Regions from separate parts of the Sus scrofa genome. Here region 2 is linked to region 1. Evidence: chromatin contacts called from public Hi-C data. All regions are on one chromosome and are shown on one strand. The core of a region is the stretch at or near the end of the contact, and the rest is flanking DNA. Distances in the headings are between cores, read along the strand shown.

Region 1 (2,700 bases), core at 141-2,640:
TCCCAGGCTAGGGGTGGAACCGCGCTTTAGCCACAGCAATGTGTTACCTGCGCCACATCTGCAACCTACTCTGCAGCTCGCGTCAATGCTGAATCCTTAACCCACTGAGGCAGGGATCAAACCTGCATCCTCACAGATACTTTGTTGGGTTCTTAACCTGCAGGGCCACAATGGGAACTCCATGTAGTGTTCTTTTTAGATTCCAATGTGACTGTGTCTCAGATTAGTCACTGCTCAGAATCTAAAGAAACAAGCAAGGCCAAGGGTTCCAAGGTGGGAAAGGTCTCTTCTAGTTGGGGTGGGGGGTCAGGAGGGGAGCAGAGCCAGAGAAAGAAAATAATAAAAACAGCATTAATAAAGATTGTATTTTGTTTTGAGAGGTGAGAAGGAAGTAGTAGGGAAGATGTGAGAATTGGCGCTAGCATGCATTTTGTAGCCAGACACAAGATTTCAGTCCCAGCAGAGCCAGTGACAAGCTAGGTGAATCTAGGCCAGCCAGTCACGACTCTCTGGGCCTGAATCTCCTCCCTTGTAAGCTGGGTGTGGCAGGACCCCCCCCTCCAGCATCATTGTCAGGGTCCGGGTTTCCACGGTGCTTGCACAGTGCTTGACCACAGCGGGCACTTAATATGTGTTAATTCCACTGATTTTCCCTCCTCTTCCTGTAAGTGGATCATTCTCCTAGAAAGTATGAAACCCTCTTTCTTCAAAATATACAAAACTCTGTCTTCTTAGAGAAGTCTGACACGATTAACTTTTAAGCTAGAAAAAAAAAAAAAAAGGCTCTGCATGAACAATGAACCCATTGCTTATCTTCTTCTGATCTTGCTCATCCTTCTCCCCCCAAAAAGCACATACATACGCTCGCACAGAGCTGGAATGCCATGGAGAAGGAAGGCCAGGCTGCAACTGTCCCAGCATCCTGCCTAAAGTAAACAGGCCATTCTCAAGCCCGTGGGGATGGGGGTCTGTGCTCTTCCCCTGCCAGCAGGCACTGAAATCGAACCACAGGCCTAGCGCCCCCTGCCCACTCTGCCCGGTGTGGATGGCGCCCGGTGTCCCCAGAAAAACTCTGATAACACAGCCTGCCAAAGACCTCTCATTCTCATTTCCTCTTAGGAAACGAAAGGACGCAAATTGGAGAGGGAAAGACAAAATGAAAGCAAAATGATGGAAGGAAGGAGGGAAGGTAAGAGACCTGGTACAAGTGTGAAATCAAAATAATAGACTCAGGATGGTGAGATGCATGTGAACGGAGTGTGACGTGGGCAACCCCCACAAATAGACCTTCTGTTAAAAATAGCTTTTGTCTAAATGTGGAAAGAGTGTAAATATAGTAGCGGTTTCAGCTTACTACGAGCTGCCCCAGCTCCAAGTAACAGAGGCTTATTATAGGACGAGTGCGTCAGCAGCAGGAGAGGAGGGAGGGCAGACAGAAAAGCCCTGGGCTGTGGGTATAGTACCCACCGGCCGGCAAGGGGTCAGCTCACCTCCTGTGAAGTGGGATGGCTGAATTGCTCTAAGATGCTCTCACAGAAGTCTGCTGGGCAGAAAACTCTAGCCAAGCTGGGGAGGAAAGGAAGGAAGGAATCACAGAGCTGAAAAGGATCTGGGGAGGATTGTCTCTGAAATGCTCCTCATTCTCATCTAGAGTCTCACCAGGGCATATGGTCACTGTCCAGGAGGCTGCTTACTCCTGGACACTGCAGGAAGCCTTCAAAGGAACCCCCTGGAATGACCAGCCTGGAGAAAAACCAGTTTCCCTAGCCCCGAGTGCTGGGCAAAACCCCTAGAAACCTGTGGGAAGTGTCAGAAAGCTGTTTGACTCAAATCTTAAAAAAAAAAAAAAACCCCAAACAAAAAAAAACAACTTTGGGTTTTTCTCTCTGTGCCTTGCGCATCACTTAGTGGGTATGGTGGCTGGGTGACAGATTGGACAGCTGGTGTGGCTGAGGGTGCTGCTATCCTGGGGCAGGACCAAGGGGAATAGAACAGTTCTGCGGAAAGCTCATTGATCTGCATTCTCTGGATTCAGGTGGCTGAGGGGTGATGGCCCATGTGGGTGCTTCTGTCTGTGTGTCTGCCATCTAACCTCTTAGGGGATGCTCATTATCCTCCTGGTCTGTCACCATTTAACCCAGGTCATCTCTTCTCCCTGCTCAGCACATGCTTCTGCATATGTCACATATCCACACAGACAACCTCTCCCCCCTCCTCTCTCTCTCTCTCTCACCACACACACCACACACACACACACACACACACACACACACACACAAACATGGGTGCATGTGAACACACAGAGTTAGTGGTCTGAGGCCCATTTCTAGCAAGAGCCCTTACACCCCTTGCTTCCTCCCCACTCCCATTGCGTCCCTGTTTTCCCTGCTCTAGCCCTCTGGTTCCTTCTTTTCATCCCTAACCCTGAGCTTGACACTTGGATCCACTTCACCAAGTGGATCTTCGACTTTTTCTCATACACTATTGGGGTTTACTCTCTGGCTCTGCCCCCTCTGGATTCTGCCATCTAGGGTGACGGCCCCACTGATTGAGCTCTTGCCTCAGGATTGATGCCCTTATCATCTCTCACCCACACACTGGCATGGGTACCATCCTTCTAGCTTCTCCCCAATATCATCCAAACTTCCCTGAAAACCACCTTTTCAAGATGCATGTCCAATGGTGTCATTGCCCCACTCA
Region 2 (2,796 bases), core at 263-2,762, 100 kb after region 1:
CTACATACCTACATACTGTGTGATTCCATTTATATGCTGTTCTGGAAAAGGTAAAATGATAGAAATAGAGATAGAGAATAAAGGTTAGGGGTGGGAGTGGGACTGACTACAAAGGAGCAGCATGAGTGAATATTTTTGGAAAATGGAACTCTCCTATGTTATGATTGTGGTACTGGATGCTATGCATTTCGAAACCCATAGAACTATACATATAAGAGTGTAAATTTTACTGTCTGTAAATTTAAAAAAAACCTTGCTTTGTCATTTTGAGATCCTAATATCTATAGTAATATTAATAAATGATAATAATAATACATTTTTAACATGAATGTTAGCTTCTCAGTTCAGTAGTGTACTGTTGTAAAGGTAATATTCCTCCAGTTTCTCCAGTGTTGGAGTTGAAATATCTGACTGGACATACACATTATGTCATCTTTTGCATCCTGTCTCCCAGTTTCATCTCCAGTCACTGCTCTTTCCTTTCACTTCGCATTCCCAGTTCTAAGTATTCCAGGATGTTTCTTGCTCCTGTGCCTTTGCACAAACTCAACAGATAACGTCTTTGCCCTGCCATCTCCCTCCATCAACCGTGAAAACCTGTCACAGCCTTTAAAACTGAACTCAGTTAAGAGCTTCTTTGGAAAGGCTTCCTTGACTTCTGATACAAATTATGCTTACTTCTATGGCCACTTCTGCAACATTGAAATGTGAGTATGTATCAATGTACCACTCACTCCCTTATGACTCCATCACACTGAGCTCCTAGAGGGGTAGATACTGTGTGTTCTTATTTGCTTCTGCATCCCCAGAACTCAGCACAGTGTTGGATACATAATCTAGCACTCAATAAATATTTGTACATTTTAAATAACTTTAAACAACTCATGGGTTGTTGTTGTTGTTTTTTCTGATTAGGCAAACTAAATCACTAATTATGTGTTTGAAGAAGGGGGCATTTTTCCAAAAAAAAAAAAAAAAAAAAGATTCCCTAACAATATAGTCATTTTCCCTGTTCCAACATTTTGTTACCACTTGGGAACAATTTCATATATTAAGAGGATGCAATCAGCAGCAATCCATTTTACATCATGTTTTGCAAGATAAGAGTCCTATACCTCAATTTAGTCAATTTCCTTACTTCAGGTACTAGTGTAAAGAAGCTTGCCACAACTTTATGCAGTAATTCCCAATTCTTCCCTGAAATCCTTAATGCTTAAAATAAGAGGACAAGTCCTTCTGACTTCAGCTGGGCTTATCCTAACGTACCCAAAAGCAAAGGGAGAGATATGGATAAACCACACAGACTCTCTTGCTGCAAGAATCTCAGACTAGGGTTTACAGTAAAGCCCATGTGCCTTGCTCAAATACTAAGGGATATGAAGGGATTCGAGGGAGGGATTTCCCATCCCCCATGTTCCATATTCACCAAAGCTGATCTCATTCCCTGGCTCCTGTAACAGGATAGGTCAAAGACATCTGGCTGCTTCAGGCTGGGATTCTGGCAATGGCTGGGATGAACCCTTGCCACAGGCTGGTCTGTAAAGAGAGCTGCCAGCCTTGTTGTCACACTTGCCTGGGTCAAGGCTAGACCAGAGACTGCCTGAGGCTAGGGATGTGGGCAGACTGCTGGTGCAAGTAATGACAAGGCCAAAGCTGAGGGTATGGGAACATGGCCCAGGGCCTCGGGCAACACCACTATCTTAGAAGAAGAGTGACACAGGAACATGTGCTGTCACCTCTCTTACGTTCAATTTCCCTGTCAAAGACAGAGAATTAGAACCAGAGATTTCTAAGGCTCCCTTCTCAACTCTGGCTTAGGTAAAATGGCTTGGTCACAAACAAGGTCAGGCAGAAGCAGCGAGCTGGACCTCATGCTGAGCTAGAGGAGGACATATAAGAGCAGCCTTCAGGGATTTCTGGATGGCTCCTGAGGATTGCTGCTCCAATAGGCCTTGAGGAAGTGGTCTCCTAAATGGCCAGCTTTCCCAGGCCAGCTAACAAGCTATCTGCATAGAAGATATATGTCTACCCAAGAAAAGGCCTTTAGAGGCCCACAGAGCAGCACACGCACGATCTACTACAGAATCCTAGGGGCAGGATGGACATTTCTCAGCCCAGCTGCCCCATTCCATGCTGGCCCCAGGCTTGGCACAGTCCCTCCACCTCCTTTAAGCACCACCCCCTCCTCCTCTATCTCCAATGTATGCTTCATTAGGAAACAGCACATGTAGTGGAAATACAGCAACTTTAGAGTCTGAAGCCCTGGATTTGAGTCTCGGCCCTGTTGTGCATTCATGTGACCTTGGGTAGATTATTTCCCTATTACTACCTCAATGCTCTTTATCTATAAAATGGAAATTATATCATCCACCTCCAGAGATGTTTCCATGATTCAAATCAGATCACTAAATAACTATGCTCTGTAAACTAAAACACCAGATAGACCTCAGCCATTAGCCATGTCAAATTATTTTGGGAAATTGTTGGGGTCTAAATGATGCATAAATAAAACCAGAGCTGGAGAGAAAGACTCTCTAGGCTCTGTGCAGACTCGCTGTCTCCTATCCGTCATCTGGCGATCCCCACAACCCTCCCCTCCAGCCTTCCGGGCTTGGCTGCGGGGCCAGCCAGCCACTAACAGGACGGCTTGCTGCTCAAACCAGACAGTCCCCAGGGCTGGAGGCTTGTGCCTGTCAGCCTATCAGCTGGCAAACTGACAGACAAGGAATATGGCCAATAAATATCTAATCAGGATGGTACCAATTCTCAAATCTGGAGACTCAGGGCAGTGAATCC

Evidence for each region. Hi-C and Micro-C count contacts between places; a contact is called where the count stands out from the background.
Region 2: a contact with region 1 is called in a Hi-C map of skeletal muscle, with 4 times the contacts expected there. The contact joins two enhancer-like sites. A contact is called at or near these places in 2 of 47 Hi-C or Micro-C datasets (heart right ventricle and skeletal muscle) and 1 of 2 datasets of contacts at active chromatin or transcription factors (skeletal muscle).

Annotation. Positions count from the first base shown.
Region 1 is chr1:241,128,886-241,131,585 of Sscrofa11.1, forward strand. No RefSeq gene overlaps it. Among named protein-coding and RNA genes, the nearest start is that of SEC61B, 150 kb to the left of the region's middle. Within about 2 kb of position 1,391, at least 22 of the 83 cell types and tissues checked have an H3K27ac peak or open chromatin away from gene starts, as enhancers often do. A contact at or near this core is called in skeletal muscle, where this site is marked.
Region 2 is chr1:241,229,034-241,231,829 of Sscrofa11.1, forward strand. The region is part of intron 4 of LOC106509214 (a long non-coding RNA gene); the gene reads right to left. Among named protein-coding and RNA genes, the nearest start is that of SEC61B, 250 kb to the left of the region's middle. Within about 2 kb of position 1,513, at least 1 of the 83 cell types and tissues checked has an H3K27ac peak or open chromatin away from gene starts, as enhancers often do. A contact at or near this core is called in skeletal muscle, where this site is marked.